Linked DNA regions of Mus musculus: region 1 is linked to region 2. A link is a contact called in public Hi-C data. All regions are on one chromosome and are shown on one strand. Each heading gives the region's core, a stretch centred on a gene start, on an enhancer-like site or on the middle of the called end of the contact. The rest is flanking DNA. Distances are from core to core; before and after follow the strand shown.

Evidence for each region. A called contact is a pair of places that touch in the nucleus more often than the background predicts.
Region 1: a contact with region 2 is called in a Hi-C map of cerebellar granule neurons, with 2.0 times the contacts expected there. The contact joins the promoter of Vegfc here to the enhancer-like site in region 2. A contact is called at or near these places in 5 of 39 promoter capture datasets (the 3T3-L1 cell line, the C10 cell line, hippocampal neurons and 1 more), 1 of 15 datasets of contacts at CTCF or cohesin (large pre-B cells), 3 of 484 Hi-C or Micro-C datasets (bone marrow-derived macrophages, cerebellar granule neurons and palatal mesenchyme), 5 of 115 datasets of contacts at active chromatin or transcription factors (the 230-238 cell line, bone marrow-derived macrophages, embryonic forebrain and 2 more) and 1 of 9 other capture datasets (adipose tissue).

What each region holds. Positions count from the first base shown.
Region 1 is chr8:54,072,456-54,079,125 of GRCm38.p6, reverse strand. Vegfc (vascular endothelial growth factor C) reads right to left here and starts at 1,594. Exons shown (of 7, transcript NM_009506.2): 1 at 1,201-1,594. The coding sequence starts at 1,347. Gm33153 reads left to right here. Exons shown (of 1, transcript XM_006509526.4): 1 at 1-3,056. The coding sequence starts at 1,353. The coding sequence ends at 2,192.
Region 2 is chr8:53,890,260-53,896,353 of GRCm38.p6, reverse strand. No RefSeq gene overlaps it. Among named protein-coding and RNA genes, the nearest start is that of Vegfc, 180 kb to the left of the region's middle. Within about 2 kb of position 3,848, at least 8 of the 459 cell types and tissues checked have an H3K27ac peak or open chromatin away from gene starts, as enhancers often do. A contact at or near this core is called in cerebellar granule neurons, where this site is marked.

The sequences.
Region 1 (6,670 bases), core at 345-2,844, 190 kb before region 2:
TATTCTCGTCATTGTACGTATAGTGATAAGCGTGTGCTGAACATTGCAGTTCTCATAATGGACTGAAAAATCTGGTATTTGTATTTTTACCAAATGTAGACACAATGGTAACTTGATATCTTATAACCTAGTCTTGTCCGTATTAAAGTTTTTCTCAGACAAACCTTTCCAGGGAAGGTGGTTTGACCTCTGCACATTCTGTGTATGTTCACCAATAAAGTCAACTGAAAGTTGAGAGTAACACACCCCCTTCTATTTTTTTCCCCCCACTTGCAGTCAGCTACTATAAACCACTTCAGTCTGCTTCCAGCCAGGGGGCTTCGCAGTGCCTTAAACACAAAACTTTTGCAGGAGTTCAAGATCCCAACTATTACGCCAAGTATAAACTTGAAGATGTTATAAACATATTCTTTAGAAGGTTCAAGTGAGAAGTACACAAGATAAGATAACTGAGTCAGACAATCGGAATGTCTTCAAAAGTCCCTTAACGTGTTCAGGAAAGATGCTATTTCTCTTTAAAACAAAATAAAACAAACTAATTGATACTTTGATTTTTTTTTAATCTTATAGCCACTGTTTAGGAAAAGAATTGATAAAGTTTAGAAGATTCCAATTTCTGTTACATCTTGGATTTGACCAAGTTCAAGTTAATTCTGAAATCCAAAACCTTTAAGCCCAGTTTCTAAATTTACTCACACTTTTTCCAAACTAGCTCACAGAGCCTGGGGCCCCTGCTATGCAAACTCCAGGAGCATAAAACTCCGTTGTCTGGTCACACACCCCAGAAGCTCTTTGGAGTCCAAAACCAGCCAGGAAAAGAAAAGAGCATTTCCTACAGCAATGAAATTCTCTCTGGAGCCATGCCACTGGGGCAGGGTGCAAACTCCTCTGTTGGCAGGAGACCACTATGAAGGAGAAGGAATCTGTGTGACTGAACACCTCTTGGGCCCTTCCCTCCTCTAAGTTGCTTTCCTTTCTAGTAACAGCTTTCCACTGGGGGAGAGAAAAAAAGAAGAGAAACTTTGCTCCAAGCAAGCGTGCACCAATCTCTAACTTTGGATCCAAAGGTTAAATAAATAATTATGCACACACACTCCACGGCAGGTTCTCTGTACACCCAGTAAAGCCAAGCCCACACACAGTCCAGGACTTGGGAGCCTCGGATCCTCAGCCCGACCCGACGGGGTCCCTTGCACCTACCTTGACCTCGCCCCCGTCGGGCTCCGCTTCCGAGAAGCCCAGTCCCGACTCGAAGGCGGCGACGGTGGCGGGCGCCTCGCGCGGACTGGGGATCAGCGCAGCGGCGAGCAGGGAACACGCCAGAGACAAGAAGCACAGCAAGTGCATGGTGGATGGACCGGGAGCAGGGAGGCCGGTCCGTTGGCTGGCGCAGGCTGGGGCGTGAGGCTGAGGTCCTCTCCTGGTCCCTGTCCCGTGGTTTCCTCCCGGGGACCCCCCTGGGCGAGCGTCTCCCGGGACTCGGCGGCTCGCAACTTTTGCCCTCGGCTCTGGCAGCCCTCACGGGGGAGAGGCTCCCGGGTGTCAGGTACGAGCCTCACAGGAAACCGGACATCCGAACTGCCCTCGGTGGCGGCCCGCGAGGTGAAGCGAGGGCGCCGGCTCCGCCGATCGCGGTTTTGTTTTTGGTGTTTTGCAAAGAAGAGGGGGTGGGGTGGTTAAGCCCAGTCACCCCGCGATGTTCCACTCGTCCCGAAGAGCCCTCGGGTCCCTCGTCCCCCCTCCTCCCTCCCCTCGCCCGAAGTGAAAGGAGCCGGGCCGCGGGAGCCGCGGGAGAAGGCGGTGGTGGCGGCGGAGCCGGGGGGCGGGAGGAGGGCGGCGGGGCGCCCGGCGGCGGCGAGGCCCGCGAGCTCCCGGGCGCTCGAGCCTCCTGCGCGCGCGGGGCCGAGCGGTGGCGGTGGCGGCGGCGGCAGCGGGCGCAGGGGCAGGGCATGACTGATGCGCCCTCTGCCTGCGCTTATGTGAGAGAAAGCGGCAAGAGGGAGGGAGCGTGCCGAGCCCAGTCAGCCCTCCCCTCTCTTTCCCTAGGAAGCTTGCTCCCTCCAGCCCCACGCTTTCCTCCAGCCCCACCTCCATCCACTCTCCTCGCTTTCCCTTTCTCTGCCCTTCTCTCTGGGCTCTGCTGGGGTGTCGGGGTGGGGAGGCAGGGGCTCAAGTCAGGTCTGGGGGCTTGACTCTCTCTGCAGGACCAGTTTTAGGGGCCACATGACTGAGCTCAGCTGCTAGAAAGATGGGGAGGGGGGAGCAGGTACAGTGGGTAGGAGACGCACGCTTTGGCCCTGGCAACCCCTTGTGGTAAAATCCTTCTCCAGACATTCTTTATCCTGAGAAGTTTGGGACCAGCCTGAGACTTCTAAAACACTTCAGAGAAAAAGATCAACATTATAGCAGAGACCTATGGGGCCATAGTGCCCTTCCCAGCACCACCACCTCCACTGTTTTCTGGTTTACTTGAAGCAAGAATGCAAAGAGGGACATCTCAGAATACAGGGCAAGTCATTCATGCTAAGATCTTAGTGATCTTCCGGAAGACCTAAAGTTCCATCTGAAGGACAGATGGTCCAGAATCTTAAAGAACATTGATAGAGACACACCCAAACTGTATCTGCAAGACACACCTTCCATTTGCAAGAGAAAGAGAATGAAATGGGACAATTTATATGCTGAAAGAGCAAACAGCAGTGATGCATTTATTCTCTGGAAAAGCACCTAGGAACTCTGCTGTCTTCCTGGTGATGGCATCTGCTTTCCTGGGCAGGTGGGCAGATGGCAGAAGTTCCACTTAAGCTGCATCAACAGCATAGAGACATGAAAGGTCTTGCCTATTCAAAAACTATACTAAGTGCACTAATGTTAAAAAGCCACAAAATTGTCGTTGGAGGAAAGACGTTTCCTTGTAATTCAAATAATATGATCTGGAGGTCTCCTTGCCCAACATTTCCGTGAGTGCTTAAATACCTCTACAAACAGTGAATGCCCCTTGCCCTGACTGTGCTTCCCTTTATTGAAGACTGACATCATTGAATCTTCCAACTACCCATTGCTTTTGACTTTGGTATTTTGCGTACTTCGTCTAATGTAAATTCCACATGTTAGCCCCTCAGATATTTGGAAATATCTGTCACGTTCTCCCAGGGCTACTTTTCCTACCAGTGAAAGATTCCTTTTTAGTTTAACCCGACAGTTCCAATTATCCTCATCCATCATGCTAAGTTTATCTTCATAAAGTACGCCGTTCAGAACATGGCTCCATACTTAAAATACCCCAACGAAGCATGCAGAAAAGGAGGGGTCTTCCTTGTCTAGAAAGCAAGCATTTGTTGACATAGCATTGGACCAAGTTTATTTTCTGGCAGCCAAGTCATGCTGTTGATGCAAAGAACTCTTAAAGTTGACCAGATTTCTCAAGAAATCTGCGTGTGTACTAATATTTAGTTATGTCTGCACTACTCTGCATTTGTGGCAGGAGTTGTCTTCTGGGCTCTAACTTGTGTCTCATGGTTTATCATGAGGAAGTCTTACCTTGCCACAGACGGCCCCTCACAAGTTGCTAAGGCAATTTGGGAACTTGACATTTTCTGTATGTTCCCTTCTTTCTGTGTTCCTGTTGAACTGGCTGGATTTTGACTCAAGTAGAAATGGAGTGTCCTTGGAATCTTGTCTCAGTACAGTGGTTCTTAACTTTTATTGCACTTGGAGTCACAAAGGGCGGTTGTAAAACCAGATGGTTAGGCATGCCACCAGGATTTAGGGAATTCTGGGAAAAGGCTTGGATGTCAGAATGCCTCAGATAGACAGCCTACACTGAGAACTGTCACACTTTTCCATCAATCTCAGGATTTAGCATGGTATGAATACCATAAAAATCAGCAAAATTAACATGTATCAAAATGAATTAGTGGCAAACTTTTTTTAAGATGGTTAGCACATGCACTCCACTTACATATATTTATCTTCCTGTTGCTAATTACTGTTTTCTGTAAATAAAGTCATAGCAAGACCTGTTTAAATAAAAGAAACATCAGTTGTCTTTAAAACCAATACAGTAGGGCTGACCATATAGCCCAATGTTAGAATGCTTACTTACCATGAATGAAGCCTAGGGTTTAAAAGAAGATATCACTATTATTATGTATAATAGTTATTAATAAACATTATTTAACAACATACTTTTTTTAAAAGTTGCTAGGGATTTTCCCCCTGCTTAACACCTAAAAAATTAAATAACTATTACAGATTTTGAAGTTTAAAAATATCTTTTTTAAAACTGTTTTTTGTTTTAATTTTTTTTCTATCAATGACTTCCTGCAAGATCTTTTAAGATCGATTACTACTGTTATTTTTAAAGCACTTCTAAGGGAAAGAGGGTGTCATGTAACTGTTTGTTTTGTTTTATAGAAACTATTACTCTGTTAGTACAAACTAGGATGGGAGAACTGGATAACATTTGCATAGTATCTCCAGTTTCTTGTAGCTATTGGGTTTTTAAACTTTTTGACGATAGCGTTTAATCAAAAATTACTATATGTCTATGTCTGCTTCTTATCAGAGTTCCTGAGTCTCCTCTAGGCCAAATTCCAACACCTGTCACAAGTGGTAATGATGCAAGAAAGGAAATTTCCAGTGTGACCACACTGGGAAGATAGTAGACCTTGTACTACTGACTAACAAGAGTTTCACCCTTATACAGGAGAAGAAAGGCCTGGTACAAGAACTATAGTCAAGCAATCTCAATCAAGCTTGTTCGTGCATTTTATTATTTAGGTTGTTTCTACTTAGAGGTTCTGTTGGCAAAGCAGAAATCATTATTGCTTGCAAAGTCACTTTAGTTTGCACTGGGCCCTGTTCAGACACTTAAGGTTGGAGATGACCTTGATTCCATCAGTGGAGTAATGATTCTCATGTGGGACCAACATTTGTTCCCATCACTGAGTGAACTGGCCTGTAAGATTTAACTGTTTGGGGAATCTTGGAACAACTGGTATCTTTTTTTTTCTTTTTTCTTTTTTTTATAATATTTTAATTAGGAATTTTCCTCATTTACATTTACAATGCTATCCCAAAAGTCCCCCATACCCCTCCCCTCCACTTCCCTCCCCACCCACTCCCACTTTTGGCCCTGGCGTTCCCCTGTACTGGGGCATATAAAGTTTGCAAGTCCAATGGGCCTCTCTTTCCAGTGATGGCCGACTAGGCCATCTTTTGATACATATGCAGCTAGATGTTATCCCCTTTCCTAGTTTCCTCTCTGAAAATCCCCTATACCATCCTCCCTCTCCCTGCTCCCCAACCCACCCACTGCCCCTGGCTTTCCTGCCCCTGGCTTTCCCTATACCCGGGCCTAGAATCTTCACAAGACCAAGGGCCTCTCCTCCCATTGATGGACAACTAGGCCATCATCTGATACATATGCAGCTAGAGACACAAGCTCTGGGGGTACTGGTTAGTTTATATTCTTGTTCCTCCTATAGGGCTGCAGACCCCTTCAATTCCTTGAGTACTTTCTCTAGCTCCTTCATTGGGGACCCTGTGTTCCCTCCAATAGATGACTGTGAGCATTCACTTCTGTATTGGTATCTTTATCCTTGGATGAGAGGTTAGATAAATTTAAGACTAACCGATGTTGTTGCCAATTTTTAGGCAGGTATCTCTTAAGAGGTCATTAACAAATCTGTATAGTACTTCAGTAAGAATATGACCCAAGCATAGAGGATGGCTTCAAGCCCTAACAAACAGTGATTTCCGTGCATGCTTTATGTGCCTTCATGAGCCTTAGATACAATGTGCATGCTTTAACATTCATTAGATTCTGTCCATCTCCTTTAGTTTAATCTGTATCCAATTTCAGTTACTTTCCTGCTTCCTTGATTTTATTTTGTGGTTGTAATTCAAACTTTGCTAATTGAATGGTGAAATAATTTTCATTTCATGAGTCTAGTCTCTAAGGAACACAATTTAAATATATAAGTTTTGATCTTGATTCTGCTTAATCTATATTTGCAAATTTTGATCTCTTTTATTTGACCTTTGTTAATGTTTTTGCAAGCAAGTTTAAATACTCTTGTATTAGTCACTTTTCTGTTGCTGTGATAAAAATCCCATGACCAAGGCAATTTCTGGAAAAAGAATTTATTTTGGTTTATATTTCTAGAGGTATAAGGGTTAATTGTGACTGCAGCAGCAGGGTGTCAAGAGATTGCATCTTTAACAGAAGTAGGAAGCAGCAGATCAAAGCGAAAGTGGAAAGTCACTGAGCATCAAACCCCAACTCTCACCATGGTGACATATTTCTTCCAGCAAGCCAACTCCACCTGCACCTCCCAAACATCACCACCAACTGTGAATCAAGTGTTTACTATGGAAGACAATCTCAAACTACCTCATTCCACTCCATGGCCCCATTGGCTCATGTCCATTTAATACTAGAAAATGCATTTATTCCTACCTCAGCATTGCTCCATGGTCTTTAACAGTTGCAACACTGTTTAGAAGTCCCAAGTGTCTTCTAAGACTGGAGCACTCTCTTAACTGTGGCATCCTGTAGATTACCTACTGATTACCTGTAGATTACCATCATACAGGGGAACAGAATGTACATTGTAATGGCAAAAGAGCAATGGAGGAATCGTGAGGAAAACCTGGATCAAAGCAA
Region 2 (6,094 bases), core at 2,599-5,098:
CCAAGATTCTGTGAAACACTAGTCACTCTCAGTTTTTTTAAAAGCATCTTTCTTATCTCTCTATATTTGAGAAATCTTTAGAATATGCTACAATCTGAAAGACTTCTGGAATGCTTCCAATTTAAAACTACTTATGTGTTAAAGTTATTGTTCATGATATTTTATTTGACTATCTTATTTATTTTAGCCTCATGTTATCTACTGCTAAACTATACTTACAATATATGTGCCCGAGGCTGTTTCTTGTTGACAAATGCATAACATACCTTGGCTTACTGAGAGAGGGAGACATTATGGGAGAGTAAACATGCTGAATTCCCTGTTATTTATTAATAACTTTCTCATTCATGGTGTTTATTAGAAGCAAGGTATAAACACAAGGTGAAATATCTTTTATTTCTCTCTCTTCCTCCTCCCTATCCTTTTCTCGTTTTTCAAGATAGGCTTTCTCTGTGTAGTTCTGGCCATCCTGGAACTCTCTGTGTAGACCATGCTGATATTGAATTAACAGATGTGTTTGCTTTTGCCTTTTTAATGCTGGGATTAAAGACATGAGCCACCACCAACAGGCCAAATTTCTATTTATGACAGAAAGTGATTTGCTACCCTCATCATTTATCATATTCAAGGTAAAAAGAGTATCCACATTTTTACGGTTTTAATTGATGCTATGATATTGGGACTGTGTACAACAATCATTTAGAACTTGTAACCTATGAACCTACATGGTTTGTGTGTTTTTGTAAACCATTACAACAAAAGTTTAGAAACATAGACATCAGTCATTTATAACAGGAGAAATTATTGCTCTGGTGGAAAATTGTATCTTTTGTAAATAACAAGATGAATTTATACTAATAGTTATAATACAAATGGGGCTCTGGAAATAATTCGAATTACCAACATTTAATAGTGATCATTTATATTTTAAGAATGTGCTAGTTCATTTATAGACATACCAGTAACTTTTTTTTTGACATACCAGTAACTTAACCAAGGTTACTAGTCCAATGATTGACCAACATTTCCTGTCTAGGAAATAATCAGAACAAAGATATAAACAACATATCTGTGATTTCAAAACTCATGAGCTCGTCCCACTGACCAGCAGTCAGTTTTAAAATGCAGTACCTCATGAAAATTAAAAATCACTGACTACTGCCATACAATGCTGTTTCAAAGGGCTATATTCAATCTCAAGAGTTAAAGTAAGACAACTGTAACAGGTAGAGTGGAAAACACTTAGATGTTAAAAATGAGATATTTAAAAAATATTTTATACGTCAACTAATTTATGAACAAAACATTCAATTCATTGCATATTAATATAAACAAAATGTTTTATGGGAAGCATGTTTTCAAAAGGAATAAAAATGTGAGAAGAATGGTGTGGCTTTATAATTGTGAAAATATCTCTAATGTATGGTTTAATTGAAAACAGATGTACCAGCAAATGTGCTTCCATATTTAATCTGTTGCAATATGTTGTTTTGGTTGAACTATACATAGAAAATATGGCTTTACATAGATATGAAGAAAGAAATTAGAGGAGTGTGTTAGCATTATTTTTAAGTAGCTGTAAAAGTCTTTAATACTGTACCAAACCTACAAATGATAGTTTAATAGTATAGTTGGTTCTAATCTCTGAAATTACATTAATAGTATATTTTCTATATCAAAACCCATTGTTCTGTCATTTGATAGTCTTTTGTCCACACACTCCTCTGAATAGCATGTACCAGTTATCAGGAAACTCTTATAATTAATTACATAGGTGTTTCAAATGCTGGCCCATTTCTACTAGATTATTAATCCTGTGCTTTCATTCTTTCCCCTTTATGCTTTGTGTACACACTAGAGGTTTTCCTCTTATGGCCTCCATGGGGCTCTTATGAAGCATCCTCTATCATTCTATTCTAAGTTGACAACTTTCATCACATAAATATAAACTAGACTTTGTCAAGGTGGTGGTGGCTGTCTCCAACCCCAGCACTTATGAGGATGAGCGAGAAAGTGTGTTTCAGGCTAGACATTGAGACATAGCAGTTCTTAGTCTAAGTTGAACTACATGATTGGACTCTGCCTCCTCCCCATCCAAAACGCACAAGCACCAATGAGATTGTTTAGTGGATACTAGCACTTGCTACCCTACCCATTATGATAACCTGTGCTCACTCCCTGGAAATTACATGGTTAAATTAGGGACTGATTTTCTCAACTTGTTCTCTGACTCGAGTATGCATGGCAAAGCATTTGTGTATGCACACACACACACACACACACACACACACACACACACACACACACACTCACATGTTAAATACACAAATACTATACTTTTCCTTCTTTCCTTTGTATTATATACTCTTAATATAGTTCTGTGAGTATTCATTTAAAGTTACTATAACTATAGTTATTTGGAACATACTCCTCTTATTATTTAAATTGGAGCTAAAGTGATTTGCACATGAATACTGCAGTATCAGAAAAATCTGAATTTGACCCTGTTATCAATAGTTTATGCATTCATATATTTTCTCAGTAGTCCATGAAACCCATCAATAGGAACCAGATTCAAAATATTTATTATGCATCAAATTCCAAAATAAATGCTCAGAAATGCACATCATAAAAATAGCTATCACCAAATGGATGCACCCTGTTAAAATACATGGAGTGCACATAGACTCATCTGCTTAAAACGTATAACACAGCACCCAAAGAGCCTAAAATATAGTAGATACTTGGCCATGATTACTGCCACTCCTCACTCATTTTTTCTGGAATTAATGAAAGGGCTATATTTCACAACAAGTTTTCTTAATTCTGTCTTCATTCATATCTGCCTATTTTTGGTATCAGGGGCTTCTCTTTTATTCTCAACCTGATGTTTTTATTTTTCTTCCAAGTGAAGTTTATTTATTCATTTTATTCTTTCTCATTATCTCTCACAAAGGCATAAATTCTGTTTTTCATAAATGACTTTTCTAAATGTCTAGCTTTGAGTTTCATGTCTCTGCTGTCTAATATTTGCCCCTTATTGGTGTGCCACAGGACAGAGAATATTTGTTAAATTACTCTCCAGAAGGAAGATGAAAATCAAGGATGATCTCAAAGATCAATTTTATTATGCTGTGTAACAACTACAAAATATTTGGATGACTCCAATCGGAATGATAAATTTCCAATGGCTTTTAAATTGTTTTAAATAAACATTAGGCAAATCTTAGAATGTTGTCATCTTTGAACAGGATGTAAATTACATCAGCCACATTAACAAATCACCATATGGTCGGGGCTTCAGAGGAATCAGACAGGAGCCAAGTACCCCCCTGGCAAACTAGGCATAAAAGAAACTGAAGAGTGCCAGCCTCAGAGAAACTTGATAACATTTCTAGCTTCGCTGTACTGTGAATTTGGCAGGCATGAGGAGACAAACTGACTTCTCTACATGTTTCAGAATTTAGTCCAGGTCTATTGCAGATCTGCAGAGAAGTAAATAGTTAAGTCCAAGTTGAGCAGAGCAGAATTTGGCAGGAGAGAATATCAGGAAATCCAATACAAAAATCGGATGTGTAGGAGGACATATTTGTAGATGTTCCTGATACTCTTATTTGTTTGGAACTTCATTATGGAATGGTGCACCTTAAATCTTCCTTCGCTAATTTATCAACATACCATGTCTCGTACACATTTGAATTTTAAATAATGTGCATATGTGAGTTCCATATTATACATTTTCCCAGGTTTCTATATTAATCTTTGCCCAGGCTCAATATAGTGCTACTCTGACAAGACTAGACTTTCGCCCACTCAATCCTTTACATAAATATGTGCATTCTTATTTGCTCAGTGCTATGGGAACGGTCTGTGAGGACTCTACCCTGTGGAGTATCTCAGGCATTTCCTGAAAGCAAGACTAGCATGTGAGCATTCCAAAACAGACATTTCAATCTAATTAATATTTACCAAATGCTGTCTCAATATGCTGGGTGCCATATCATGGTATGCTGTAAGTGGATATATTCTATTTTATATTGTGTAACTTTGGCCAGTTTAAGGCTGTTTGCTGCATTGTTTTAAAAATAGCTCCCCATTAACTGGTTAAGATGACTAGGAAAGTGGTTTTGTGTACTTCTGGTTTCTCAAATGGTTTCCTGCTTCAAAAAGTCAGCTGGATTCTAATGTAAGACACATTTTATAACTAACCAAAATGTTTGTTTTCATATTAAAAACTCCTACATTTTACTTTAAACTATGTGTGCTTTGCTGTCATGTCCTATAAATTAAAGTAAAAATTCATTTTCAAGCGCTTGTTTCCAATAAATATTTTTATGAAATAACACATCAAATAGAGAACTTCAATGACATCAAATATCACATTATGCCAAGGTAGATAATTCATTTTATCAACTATCTACTAGCAACATTCTTGGTGTGTATGAATAACATTTAGACTCTGAAAACATTTTTATTTTAATTATATATTAAAATACTAACTTGACTGTATTGAAATATTCTGGAAAATCAAGCAGGTTTCTAATATACAATATTCCCAATTAACTATTCCTGGAAAAGAAGTTTGAAAACTTATTCATAATGAAATATCTACAAAAATGTATAGTAGCAATGTCCACCTTATCTTTGGTGACTTAACAATGGCCTTTTAATCTCAATTATCCATCTCCTGAATGTTCTTTCTTATCAGAGAAAAAAGGATAGTTTGTCCTTAGGACTGTCCCCATCTTGCCTTGTCCCTAGTTATGATCAGAGAAAACAAAAGAAAATGCATTTGGATCTAAGGGTAAGGTTGTATCATCACTTACACTTTCAAAGAGAGTTTACATTGTAGATTTAGATATGAGACTCACCCTTAGGGAGTTGAAATACTAATGATGCAATTGTTTTTTAATTTGTATTATTACGTCTGTCTTAGTCAAGGTTTCTATTCCTGGACAAAACATCATGACCACTGTAATATCATTTATTACTCTTTCCTCATGTCTGAAATCAACCCATTTCTATCTTTGGTAGTCTATGATATTTTCTGCCTTCCAAGATTGATAGCCTTGATCTCTTGACATTCTGTGATGTGCCAAAGGAATAAAAGCTTAGCTCTCAAATGAACAGAACAGTATCCTACACTCGGGTTTCATTTAAACTAATTTAATCAAGATTTCTGCCTCTCACAATTCCCATATACAGAAATGAATCAGGAAGGGTACATATCAAAATTCTCATACTAGGAATCATGGGAATAAGATAAAGATATTTGTAGAAGAGTGTGAACAACTACTCATCTCCAGGGTACTATAATGTTCCTAAACTAGTCTAAAGGATATTAAATAATATTATTTAGAAAATAATAATATTTTCCACATAGCAAATAAAACAACCCTGAGCCATGAATTAGGCCTAAATATTTATAGACAAAGATCCAGTATTATTGAATAGAATTTTGGTCTGGTCTCAATAGAAATTGTGTTAGGATGTATAGGTGTATTGTGCTTCTAATTTTCTTCTTTTTTCCTCCCCTTTCCTTCCCTCCACCTCTCTCTTATTTCTCTTCATTTTAAAGACAGGATATTAATATATAGTTTGGGGTACCTTTGATCTTCCCATATCCCCTCCCAAGTATGGGAATTTCAGATATGTGCTCCAATAAGAGTCATCTTCCTCATGAGTGGGTGGGTAGGGGAGCAGGGTGTGGGGGGGTATAGGGTATTTCCGGGATAGCATTTGAAATGTAAATGAAGAAAAATATCTAATAAAAAATTGAAAAAAATTATCTTCCTCATCACAGTCAGTCACCATTTCCTGTAATAGTCTAGCATATTAACCACTTAATATTCACTACATCTAACACTCAGATTTTGCCGTACCAAAAATAAATCTACATTTATATTGCATGTGGCAATGACTCAAAAGTATTTTTTGACCAAATTGGGAAAGTCCCCTCCATCTGAGGAGATATAGGTAGCCCTGTAGCTGTGTTGGGTATTTTTCTACAAACAACAACCATGTCACTTCTTTCCTAGGTGCCTTATAGATGGGATGTGGTCTAGAGTCAATCTCTATCAGCAAACAAGCTTTC